Linked DNA regions of Mus musculus: region 2 is linked to region 1. A link is a contact called in public ChIA-PET data. All regions are on one chromosome and are shown on one strand. Each heading gives the region's core, a stretch centred on a gene start, on an enhancer-like site or on the middle of the called end of the contact. The rest is flanking DNA. Distances are from core to core; before and after follow the strand shown. Region 1 has its middle 52 kb from the start of Cytip. Region 2 has its middle 19 kb from the start of Gm13546.

The links. ChIA-PET counts read pairs in DNA pulled down with a chosen protein or histone mark.
Region 2: a contact with region 1 is called in an RNA polymerase II ChIA-PET map of memory CD8 T cells, with 73 read pairs. The contact joins two enhancer-like sites. A contact is called at or near these places in 4 of 39 promoter capture datasets (the C10 cell line, HPC-7-derived erythroid cells, neutrophils and 1 more), 1 of 484 Hi-C or Micro-C datasets (the HPC-7 cell line), 2 of 115 datasets of contacts at active chromatin or transcription factors (CD8 T cells and memory CD8 T cells) and 2 of 9 other capture datasets (adipose tissue and liver).

What each region holds. Positions count from the first base shown.
Region 1 is chr2:58,104,937-58,111,188 of GRCm38.p6, forward strand. It overlaps the pseudogene Gm13534. Among named protein-coding and RNA genes, the nearest start is that of Cytip, 52 kb to the right of the region's middle. Within about 2 kb of position 2,340, at least 26 of the 459 cell types and tissues checked have an H3K27ac peak or open chromatin away from gene starts, as enhancers often do. A contact at or near this core is called in CD8 T cells and memory CD8 T cells, where this site is marked.
Region 2 is chr2:58,179,421-58,186,402 of GRCm38.p6, forward strand. It overlaps a transcript of Cytip not described here. Among named protein-coding and RNA genes, the nearest start is that of Gm13546, 19 kb to the left of the region's middle. Within about 2 kb of position 4,466, at least 74 of the 459 cell types and tissues checked have an H3K27ac peak or open chromatin away from gene starts, as enhancers often do. A contact at or near this core is called in CD8 T cells and memory CD8 T cells, where this site is marked.

The DNA.
Region 1 (6,252 bases), core at 1,090-3,589:
ACATAGGATTAAAAGGAGAAGGGGAGGGAAGAGGAAAGTAAACAAGGAAATATAGGGAGAGAGCAAATGAGGACCAACTGAGGGGCCATATAGAAACTTAGTGCAGTGGAAGCTTCTTTTTCTGTTGTTTGTTTGTTTGTTTGTTGTTTTGTTTGCTTATTTTGTTTTGTTTTTGAGACAGGGTTTCTCTGTAGCCTTAGCTGTCCTGGAACTTGCTCTGTGCATCAGACTGGTCTCAAACTCGGGGATTTGCCTGTCTCTACCTCCTGAGTGCCAAGATTAAAGGTGTGCACCACCACAGCCAGCTTTAAGTTCTTTAATACTGATTACATCATATTGCGTTGTTAACCAAAGGAGCTCCATGGAAACCCCACACAACTCAAGCTATTCCCAAATCTATCTCTTTCTCACCACAAACTGATAAACTTCAGCTCCTGTTGCTGAAGACATCACCTACATATACCATTGACAATGGAGAAGTCAAGCTGGTGCCTAGAGCCTTCACCCCTACTGAATAGTGTTCACACTACTGGAAGGTAAATACCAGCCCAGCTATAAACACTTCAATTACAATTGAGACCTGACTATATGACACACAGGTGCAATAGTGGTACAAAAGTTGGGGATATAACCAACCACTACCTGATTGCATTTAAGGCCCACTCAATACAATGCAACCACTGCCAAACACTGCTTGGGTTTCCAAGAACCTGGGACCATATAGGCAATGGAACTAGAGGAAAATCAAATAATATTACTGTGCTTAAGAAATGTATAGTGACTGATATTTAGCTGTACCCATAGATCAGTGTCTTGATCAGCCACCATCAGAGGGTTCCTGTCACACACTGAGATTGTAAATGAAGCCACAAAACCACCATGAGAACTCTACAACAATGATCAGGAGTCAAGTTTCCCCCCTCCCCCCAAGGGAATGTTTAGTGTTGTTGACATTTTCTTCTACTCCCTCAGTAGTGTTAGCTCTTATTGTGGATGGCCTTGGTGCTGTTTGCATTTTGATGTTAATTCTTCTTTCCCAGGAGAAGTTGTCGGGATCAAGGAATGAGTCACTTACTCAGGTGACTTCTTGTGAACCTTCCTCTAATGAATAAAGAAACCAATCACTGGTGAGTAGGCAGGACTTCTGGGTTGGAAAGAGGAAATGAAGAGGCAGGATAGCGATAGGGGCTTTTTGGATGGGCACAGCAAGCAGACAAGATGTAGATACTAGTGATCCCTGATTTAGATAGTGAATCTGCCAGGATTCTCCACTGGAGGATTTAGATTTAATATGGCTTATAAGACTAGGATTCTAGTTGGTGCGCCCAGTAAGTGAGTTACCATTGATTCTGAACTAAATTTGTGTGGTGATTTCCTTCACACGGTGGCTCTACTGGGTTCCAGATTGAAAGGTATAGAATGTGACAAAGCATGGGTTTGCCAGAAGTACACCCCAAAAGGCCATGGGAATTTTGAAGCATGAGGATGGCGTGGTAGTGACCCGTCAGTGGGAATTTAGCAAGTTGGGTAGAAAGATTTCAGAGCTCTGAGTCAGGTCTCTACAAGATGAGAATAGGCAGGCCATGCCTTCCAGTGCCTGGCTGGCCAGCCTGCCTGTGCCTTGCTGGAATAGCATGGATTGGTTTTTTAATATTTTCTGCAACAGCTCTCACCCTTAATCCATGTCGGGGCACATAAAGAAATTAACATTTTTGTGTGTGTGTGCAGCCAGTTACAAACTATAGTTCCTTGAACACTGTGGGACAAGAAGACTGTTTGGCCAGGGGTTTAGGCCAATAGATCCAGGTGATCACACACTGGGTGTTTGGCATCCCAGGGTAGCCCTAAGCCTTTCTCAGGGTGAGCTTTTAAGCACAAAACCCATGTTCTGGGTTGGCATAGTTGAGTTAACAAGAACGGTTAGCCAAAAGTTGAACTAGGGAAACCAAAACACAAGGTTAGAACACTTTGAGACTTGCACAGTACTATTTGGACTTGAATGAATTAGGCCTTTGTTTTAGTTTTGGCAGGCAATGCTGCCTACATGCTGAGTTTTATAGCCTGAACGGTACCTAATACCTGTATGATGAGTAAGCTGTACTAAACTCTGGAGACCTGATAAGGTCTGGGGCTCTGTAACATTGACCTTCCATCTTAAGTCTTCTGGAAAATCTTTTGGAGGGTGTGGTCCTCTGTCACTGAGGCCTATTGGGCAGCATCTCTGGAGCTTGGTGCTCGGAAATCTGTATTTGAGACACTGGGGTTTCCTTAAAGGTGAAGCTTGGACAGCTGAGCTCGTCTCTGGGCCAGCCAGTTTCATGTATGACTCTATACCCACATCCTGTCTTAACCAATGGATCTGTCTAGTTTATAAGCAGATTAAGCGGGCAGCATGCTGTGGGAAGGAAACGACAGTCAGCTCTTCAAATTCAGCTCACTGAGACTAGACTCTCAGCCACAGCCATCGTCCGTGTTCTTCATACTTTTTACTTAAAAGGAACATCAGTATTTTCTTCAATCTCATTTTTCTTTTCATGACACAAATGACAGTTGGTATGGTAAAGCACTCTCTTTATAAAAAGAGACTGTATTTTCTGGTAAACTCTTTTCTTCCTCATTTTCTCTCTCTAAAATAGGGATACAGTTGGGAGGCAACAACCCATTTAAGTAACTTCTGGACAATTTAAGAAAAAATAATTACAAAATGTCATCCTGCACATGAAGAAAGAGCAATCATCTCTTCATTGTCCTCTGTACATCGGTGTCCTGAGAGTTGGTTATCATGTGTTGATTAGTGTCACGTTAGTGTCGCAAAGCAAGGAGAGTTCTTTACACTGCTTACCTGAGAAGTTTACCATAAGCAGTGATCCCATACAACTCCAGGCCTAAGTAGGGCATTTCAGCACTGAATCATATTCTGTCATGCGTAAGTACCAGATTTTAAAAAATCAACTCATCTGTTGATGAACACTAAAGATGCTTTCATGCGGCAGATATTGTACTAATGAATTTGGGGATGCTGGCATATTATTGGTAAACTGATTTATCAGTTGTTCTAGGCAGTGACTCAGCTATCAGACTGAGCTGTAAGATAACTAACTCCTCCGGGGTCAGCCAAATGCTATGGCCGCTAACGCAGAGCCGAGGCGGCGGCCAGGAGTTGGGGTCGGCGTGGTGGTGCTGAGCTGCGAGCATCCTCGCTGCGTCCTTCTGGGGAAAAGGAAAGGATCGTTTGGAGCCGGCAGTTTCCAGCTTCCTGGGGGCCATTTGGAATTCGGTGAGACCTGGGAAGAATGTGCTCAGAGAGAAACCTGGGAAGAAGCTGGGCTTCACCTGAAAAATGTGCGCTTTGCCTCTGTGGTAAATTCTTTTGTTGAGAAGGAGAATTACCATTATGTTACCATATTAATGAAAGGAGAGGTGGATATGACTCATGATTCGGAGCCGAGGAATATGGAGCCTGAAAAGAATGAAAGTTGGGAGTGGGTTCCATGGGAAGAATTCCCTCCCTTAGACCAGCTTTTCTGGGCTCTCCGCTGTCTAAAAGAGCAAGGTTATGACCCATTTAAAGAGGACCTGAACCACCTGGAAGGGTACCGAGGAGAGCACCTTGAAAGGACCACGAAGACTCCTTGATTAAAAACAAAGTCTTCAGGAAATGAAAACTTCTGTTTCAGGACAACTCGATTTTATCCATAGAGCCACGTGGTCACCAGTTTATCTGCAGTCTCCTGATATAACTCAAGAACCTTAAGAAACTCTTCCTGGGGTGTGCCGCTGAATTGTCCTGGTGGCATAGAATAAGGTGTGTAAGGAGCTTGCAGTTCATTATCTGCACTTCTGCATGGCTTCCGCTGTCCGCTGCATGGAGGCGAGCGTAATAGATTGCCTTGTGCTAGTTCAAACAGAGGTCGGAACTCAAATATGGCCATTCAAGTTCAAAAGCAAGGCGCCTACTGCCAAGTTCATCAAGCTTGATGTTTTCCTTTTCCCTTTCAGCCACTTGAAAAGAACTTTTAAATGACAATTCATGTAACTAGAGAGCTTATGAAAAGCAGTAGGCTACATTCCCCTGGTGTCTGAGAGACCCCGTGTAAGTGTGAGAGTAAGCTGTGGCTCCCGCCACTAACGGCCAGGTCCTCTGCATCTCCCTTTCACAGCCTGAGACTGGGGTCCTTGTGTGCTGGGATCACACAGGGCAATGCATCGAATCACCTACTGGGGGGAAGGGGGGTCCCCAGAGGTCAGGAACTCCAGAACATCACAGCCAAAGGTTGGTTGGCTGCTTTCTCCCCCTAGCAAATTGTAAGCTTTTACTGTAAGAGATTGAACAGTGAAATGTCTCCTAGGACTGCATTGTGTGCTGCCTGCTGTCAAAGCAGAGGGTGTTCTGGCTTGAGAGAGGACTTTGGGTTTAAGAGAATCGTGTTCTTGGCCTGAGGACCGCATCGTGCTTAGCTAACGTTAAGAGCTAAAGCTTCTGACCAGCCCATTCATGCCGATCAGCAGCCAGGCTTGGGTTGCATGGACCCTCATCTTTCTCTGGTCAGGCACAGCATAGCTTTCTGCTGATGTAGTTTCTGTTACTGAGCAGTGACTGGCCCTTCTGCTGTGCAGGCCCCTGCTGAGCTCTTCATGTGAGGTGGTTTCTCACCAGTGCCATCTCTGTCCTGCACAGGTGCCATGTGGGTCCTTTACTTGTGGTTCCTGTTCTTTACCCAGTATTCCTGTTTCACATGGGTCAATTTTTGATCAGGGCAAAAACATCAAAGATAGTTGGAGAGTGCTGGCCGCACCTCCGGTGCACAGCCCAGGCAGATGGTTGATGTCAGCTGTGCCTGCACAGCCCAGTTTTTTATAATGGCCAGATATCACTAATTTCTTCATTTAATCTCATATATCTCAGGCTGGCTTCCAGGTCACTTTGTAGCTAAGGATAACCTTGAACTTCCAGTCTTGCCTCAGCTGCCCTGATGCGGATTTAAGCTACATCGCCCACCCCTCTCTAAGCGTGCACAGTAGTTGCCCGTGTGTGGCTGGTTAGTTTCCTGGGTTACTTTGTTTCAGTACTTAGGGTTGAACTTGGGGCTTGGCACATGACAGGCAAGTGCCATAACAGACTAAATGCAGAGGCAGTTAGAGAAGCCAGCTTCCTTCTGTCAGGTCAGACATTGAAGAGATTTGCCAAAATCTAAAATGACTTTCTCACTGAAGAGTTCATAAAAACTATGTTAACATGTACCTGGTTTTTACTATATGGTCAATAAACTTCCCTAACTTTAATTTCTAACATTAAATATTATTTCATAGCTTACAAAACTAAAACCTGACTTTAAGGTTTTATAAAGGCATCCAAACCTAAGGGGACCTGGACATTTAGCTCAGTGCTAGGGCACCTGCTACGCTCCGTTCAGTCCTCATCTCCAAGATAAAAAAAATTACAGAAAGACTAAGAAAAAAATGGCACCCAAAAGGGTTCCGAGTGCATTAGCCCACATCTCCTCTTTCATAAGCTCGTTTCTGTGAACTGTCTGACATCTCTGAACATTTGTAGTTTTCTCTTTTAAAACATTGAATAAATGTGATGTTTGCTAGTTTTCAACTTTTCAAAATTACAATGTGCTGTATATCTATGTCTCATCTCTTATACCTACATATTTGTCAAAATGTTTGCATTCTGATAATGATAATGTATGGTCCTTAAGCTTCTGGGTCTAGGGAGGTGGTTCATTTGTTAAGAGTGCTTGCTGCTTGTCCTTAGAACCCAGCATCAACACCAGCTGGCCTAGTACTCCTAAGACATCACCTGCCTCTGCCACACGGGTACCGGGCATGTGCCACCATGCCTGGAACATGTGGGGTTTAAGTAAGAATCTATTTCAGAATGTTAACGGGTACTCAAGAGTAGATGGCCAGGTTCACTTTGTGGTTTATGCTGTTTCTTAAATGTTCTGTGATAGTTATTATATAACTATCTAAAACTGATACTTATATAAACATCGTGGACACAGATGTTAACTACGAGGTAGCTAAAGAGTTAAAAGTGACTGTTTTTTGAGAAACTACAGTAAGAGGCCAAGGCAGGTGGCTGCAAGTCCCAGACTAACCTAGGTACCTTATACAAGCAGGGAGACCCAGTCCTGTAAAAGATGAGAAAAGTCACAAGGAGACAAGGTGATGGCATGAGATGGCCATCTATTCTAACTTTCCTTATCCTGTGTGTATGTGTCTGTGTAGTATGGGGTTGTAATA
Region 2 (6,982 bases), core at 3,216-5,715, 77 kb after region 1:
ATTACCCAAAACATTATGAAATACTCAAAGGTACTGCTGGGAAAATGGTACACCATTCAAAACTGAAGCAGGAAACTGAAAGACAGTTTCAACCTACAAGGAGAGACAGCTCTGAAATCTACACCCTTTAGTAGAGGAACGATCTGAAAAAAAGATACGACTAAAAGCTTTTCTTTAAAAAAAATAAGAACATCTTGATGGTTTTAATGAACAATTCTTAATAGCACTGCATCTTGGACTAGCTTACTCGTCTATCAGACCTTCTTAGTGTAGCTGAAGAGTGGTACAAACACTGTGGGTTCCTCTTCTCATAAATAAACAGCAGAGCTCAGTAGAAACACAACAGTAAAATAAAAAGGTAAGGTGGTATATTCCAGAAGTTTTAAAGACTTTCCATGCTGATGCATTGTATAAACAATTATTGACACCACTTACATAATTTGGGTTTAAATCATTAGGTGATTAGTTATGGGCCAGCATCATGGCTCAGTAGGTAAACGTGCTCATCATGTGATCCCCATGACCTATGTTCATAGTATGCTATGTTTTAAAAGGCCTTTATGAAATCACATTTTGAGGGTATTTTCTTTTTAAAAAAATATAATTTGAGTAATTGGATAGCAATCCAACCATACATTTGTACTGCATTTGCTCTATCCGACCTAAGCTCTTCTCAAGAAGAATCTGAAAGCTCCAGTTCTAAAGAGCTCCGCTGAGCTAAGGCCAACGACTTGCCTCTGACTCTAGGAAAGTGACACTAAGGATGGTAGAAGCTTCAGCTCTGCCCTGCGTGAGCCCATCTTGGAAAACATCTCTGATCTCCACTTCGAAGGAGCAGGAGGAGGACAAAAGAATTTCTATGAAAGGCTCTAGCAGAGAAGTGACGTTCACCTCCAGAGAGGGACAGAAGTTGTCTTTGAAAGAGAAGGACAGTTTTAACAGTGAGAAACAGTACCCCAGGTTAGTACTGTCAGGGGAGCTGACAAGAGGAGAGAACCTAATGGAAGGACCAGAAACAAAAGCAACTTGGTGTTTGCTGAGTGCAGTGTGTGCATGATAACAACCAAGCACCTTACTGAGGATTCTGGGTGAGGCCCATATCTCTACCTCTACCGATAGATAGATGATAGATAGATAGATAGATAGATAGATAGATAGATAGATAGATAGATAGATAGATAGATAGATAGATACTAGAAACTTTGGACTTGATTATATTATAAAAGTAAAAATTACTTTTTTTTAGTAGAAATTAACTATTTTCGGGAAACTGATTTGGTTGTTGATCTATAGCAAGGAGGGGATGCTGAAGGCAACTCAACGTCTGCTATATAACATTGAAAATGGGTGATAAGCACTTGAATTACAACAGTGGTAGGCTGTTAAGAGTAGCAGTGAGCAGGGCCTCCAAAACATTAGCAATGGGGAGTTAGGACTTTGTGATGTTGGTGATTAAGGAGCAGTAAGAGAACTCGACATTCCTGACTCATCATCAGAGACCAGGAAGATGATGTCATCAGCAATGACAATGACAGTGAGTCTGAATATTTTTCTCTGCTGCCTGACCTCAATTTCATTACCAGCATCACAGCAAAACTCCAGCAAACAAGATTCAGCTCCAAGAGCTAGAAACTAAAACCACAAAACCTTGCCACACTGGGAAATTTAATTTTCTTTTCCTCTTACCCTACTGAAGCTATTGACAGTGAAAAAGACAATAAGTACCAAGGTCTTGTAGCTTTGCAAAATTAATCATTCTTAAAGCCACAACTTGAACTCTGCTAGAGAACTGAGAATCCAAACAGCTCTTTGGATCAATTTTCCCATAGAAGAATTGGACTCAAAGATTCAAAGCTTCTCATGGCATTATGATGTCACGACACTCACTTTTGAGCTGCTGCTTCTTTGTGTCTGAAGAAATTTCCAGTGACTACCATGAAGTCATACTCGACTGCTGAATATTATCCATGAAGGAACAAGGTAAAGAAGGATGGATGTGTATGCAAAATTTACCTTTAAGATGTATTCAAAGATAATGCTTCAAAACAGAAAAAGAGCCACAAAGTCCAGGAGAAAAATGTACTCTGACAATCCATCTGAGTGAAGAACTAATATATGCTGCATGACAGACCTCTCCTACAAGTAACCAGGAAACAGACCCCTGGCTGTAGTGTGCACACACCTAGCCATTGGAAAGTAAAAAAATGACATTGTCTTTGTTGATCTGACAGATGTTTTCCAAATATAGTTAAGCATGAGCATATTAAGTTCTTTTTCAGCTTTATATCTGACTCAAGTCCTTATTACAGGTACTTACCGATTGCTAGTCTTAACTCAACTTAAGCCAGAATAGAAACGTGAGAACAGCCCATGGAGTTTACATGTTCAAATTAAGACTCCTAAGAAGGAAGAGAGATGGTGTTTTACACACACACACACACACACACACACACACACACACACACACACACACACACAAAGTGTGGGCAGGGAGATTTTCAGGGGCCAGGCTGATGTGCAGGTTATCATTTTAAGTGATAGGATGTAACTGTATCAACATCTCTGAAAGCAGAGAAAATTGGCATAGGCTGGGAGATCCAATGAGACAGAGGATGAAGAACTTAGCCAAGAAGTCAGAAGGATAAGAAAGACAAGGTAAGCTAAAACAGAAATGAATACTGGAATAGGTATGTGACTATGCCATTTCATCTACCTGTGTACTTTCCCTACTCTCAACTGATGCTGCAAGTCTGGTCCAGGAGATGCTCTTTAATGGGAAGCCTCACCTGGTATTGGAGAGCTACTCTTGATGTGAGAAGACCAAGAGTGATAGCAGTTCTTCATGATCTACTCTGGGAGGCATCTATGATAAGTAAGGTCAATTTTAATGTCGACACAAACTAATGTTCACTTTTAGTGTTCATCTTTTCTACTTTTTCTGTTCCTGCTGATATAAAGACTTTCAAACATCAGATGGCACTGGGCAGTTTAAGAATGCTTCTGTATGAAGGGTTATAGATGTTCTCATGGATTGAGATTCCAAAGGTGTGTGTTCTTTACAAGTTCAATCTAGCACATCCTTTTATTACCCCAAGAAGTCTTGAGATGAAAACATAACTATATGTGCCTTTCCTGGCAAGCACCACCAGTTGTCGCTAATGGGATCTTAGACTCTGCTCAGGGCTTTTTGTAAGAGCTACACATCTTCTGTTTTAAGCCAGCTCAGTACAGAAAGGTGCCTCCTTTAAAATTGTATTCGATAGTTATATTCCCTAGACATTAATTGAAATGTACTGTTGATAAAACTGAAAAATGAAAGTCTAAAGCATGGAGAAATGAGCCTGAGATGAAAGCCTACTTGGTCATAAGACATATTTCAAAGATAGTGCCATCATTATATCCCATTCTTCTTGCCATCCTAATGTGGTAGGGTTTGAGACATTCTCTCCACTGAAATCTGGCTAAGCCCACAGTAACGAAGCATTGTAAGATTTACAGGCAAACTATAGAAAGTTTCTTTCTGACATCTTTGCATGTCAATCACTGTGTTCTGATGAAACTAGGTACTCAACAGAAATACAGCATTTAGATACCAGCCATAGCACTTCCTGAGGTACTAACTGAGAACAAGATCAAGTACACCATGTGAGCAATAGAGCTGTTATATAATGGCAGCCTTGGACTCTGAGCCACCTCAACTATTCCTTAGTGAAGATAATGTATGTTCACTGAGCCCAGGCTAAACAGATCTGTGGACAAAATGAATATGGTTGGTTATGTAAGCCATTAAGCCTTGAGCTCATTTCTTACTAAGCACAATTACTAGAAGCGTGTGTATATATATATATATATCTTCTAGACTTCAAACAACTTAAGGTCAATTCAAGGAGATAGGCATATTTACAAATGACTATTAGATGGCAAGAAATAACTTAAGTGCCTTGAGAAAGCCATAAGCAGAAATAAATGTAAATGATACATGGACACTGAGATAAACAGAGGTGAGATAAAGGAAAAGACTGAATAATGCTATAAGTTCTCTATTAGGGCAGCATGCAATGGAGATACTGTTTCTGTATGCCTCCATATTTACATCTGTATAAAAATAATAACATTTCCCGGTATTATTTAATTTAAATTATTATAGAAATACTTGAGACAATAATAAGCACACAATACATTTTACTAGAAATACTCAAGTAACCCAGAGGTACAGATTATTGGCATGATATGGACTTGGTTTAGGAAGAAAGGCATCCTTTTGCATCCTTAGATCAAAGACATAAAAACCCAAAGCATTCACAGGTGTCCTTGCAAAGGGAGACAAATTATGGTTTTGAAAGCAATATGCTAACTTCTGCATTTTCCAAATGCCAAAAGACCACTGTGAGCAGTACACTTAGCCACCCATCCCACTTCCCCAGCTTGCTTCCCTTTCTTCACTGTTTTCATTGGGTGTGACAAAGTTGTCTGCGTATTACAGATGACTGGTCAACCACAGACCAAGGAGATCTGTGCTTACAATAGCCGTGTGCCTAACACTTACCTTTCCCCAAGTTTAAAAAAAAACACAGTAGTTTCAAGTGTGTCAAAAGAGCACAGATCTTCTCATTTCTTTTTACATGTAGTTTTCCCCAGTCAAATTCTATAGAGTGGGAAAGGTCACTTATAAAACAGAGTGGGGCCGTTTATTTTCTTACCCAAAGTATCTTCTGCTTCTTATAAATTTTGTTTAAAGATAAACAAAACAATGTCCTATCTAGAAATATGGCATGTTGGAGTTTAAGGGAGAGGAAAACAGTGGAGTTACCCAGGACATTCCCCAATATGAGAATGAAACCATGGTAACTGCATCACTGAAGGCCACTTGAGTTTCATTATTTCAGGTCAGTAGCATCACAGCACTGCTTGTACTCAAAGAGTGAAGTTCCTTTGTGACTCCGGCTTCTCCTGTTGTTTCCTGTTTGATGTAACCTACCCTTGTAACTTAGAAACACATGCAGTGTTATTTTGGTCCTCTCGGAGTGGCTTGGCTTGACTTTGTGCTTGGTGACCCAAGTGTTTCATCTCATGCAAATATATCTCTGCTTCATTCTCTAACCAATACCAACTCCTCAGCTGTAACATAATTACTGTAACAATGAATGTTTTCATGTGAGAACTTTCTAGAGGACAGGGGAATTGTGCAGAGTGTGGTCAAGGGATTGCTTTCTGAATTTCATTAGCTTAGCCACTGAAACCCCCTTTGGTATAAAATGGAGGTGATATTAAATAAACGAAGAGATTTACTAATAACAAAATCTCCCTGGTCTGTCTCTGTGTAGTGAATATAAATGAATGTGTGTGGGAATTATAACAACTATGGAGAGGGCCAAGCAAATCACACACTCAACATTCTCAATGACACAGGGGAATGATTGCATAGGGGCTTGAAGAGTCCTTAATTAGCTCTATATAAAGTTATTGAAGGGGGGAAATCACCTACAAGGATCCTGGGATACTTGGAAAGCAGTTAATTTCATCAGTAGATAAATTGTTCCTAGAATTTGTATGATACACCATCAACCCCAGGCTTCCCAGTCATTTTCCTCTCATTTGGAAGAAAAAAAACACGGCAGGAAACAGAGAGGCAACTACCTTGATATCCTTGAAGTACCATTTAATCATAGGTCATCAGTTCAAGGCAACTTCAACTAGAAGGCCGCTGAGTGTGGCATCACTTCAGTAAACCAAGAAATAAAGGCCCCATGGCCTACATTGTGGTTAAACACCTCTTGAGTTTTTAGGCTCTCAGTTCACTGGGATGTTACAGTGCCTCTTCTTTTCTGTGACAAGAGATAACCAAAGTCCTGTCCTAACTTCACCTCATCATGCAAGCTTTCTGCAGCCAGGGGACTGTAAATGCTGCACATTGTCAGCAAGATAATAGAAATTTAAGGTGTTCCTTTCTCCAGTGTTTGACAAAAATATGGCCTGGCTGCTTTGGGGGATATCTGTTCTGTGATCTGGGAGTTTCTGGAATCCCAGCGTATACCACTAAAGGAGAGCCTAGAAGCAGAATGCCTCTTAGTTTTAAATTCTTCTCTTTTTGGTTCTAGGTAACTGCTCCAAGGAATGTTCCCTGACTACTCTTTCCAAAAGCCACCTTCAAGTGACCTTCTTATATGCTACATTGTCATAGCACAGACGGTTTTCCTGCCATGATAGGTTGGCTCTCTGACTATCTATTTACACTAGTATTCTATTTATTTGAGGGTCAAAAATCTCTTCCTTGGTTTTCATTCTTAGCTCTCTGTAAACAGAGTGACCACAAATGGTTGCTTGTTCTCCCTAGCTCTCAAGTCCTCTGATCTTCTCTGCTAAATGAATATATGAATGCTAGAGCTAGAACCAATGATGGCAGTGTACACATCAGAAATTAACGGCAGCATGAATCACCAAAAGGTAAAACACAGATAGAAGACATGGTAAGAGAATACGTGAGGCTGATACAGCTCCAGACTTGTGAACCCTTCATGGCTCCAGGAACAACCGAGTCCACCTAATCATATTTCAGTTTTGATGAGCATTGTTTAATTCTGACAGTAACTTTGATACCTACAAAACTAAAACCAAAATTCCAGTAGAAATATGCCCCAATGACCACTGTGAGGGATGTGAAGTTCCCAGAAATAAACATAACACCATTTACATTTGAAAATTTGGCATTGGTGATAATTTTATGGTGGCAGCCAAAACTGCCTTCAGAGAGAAGGAAGAGATGGGAGAAGATGAGCGTGGAGGAGTGTGAAGCCACAGGCATCTCCTTTTTGGCTTAGCACAGCGAAGCAGAGCAATGTCTGTGCTGTGATGATTAATGCCCCAAGACTCAATGACAGCTTGTTTGCATAGACCAACTCCTCATCCTGAGTGGGGGACCCAACACAGTCTCCTGCGCCTGAGTGGAAAGAAAATGTTCTTTCTATGAAAATAATTCAGCGAT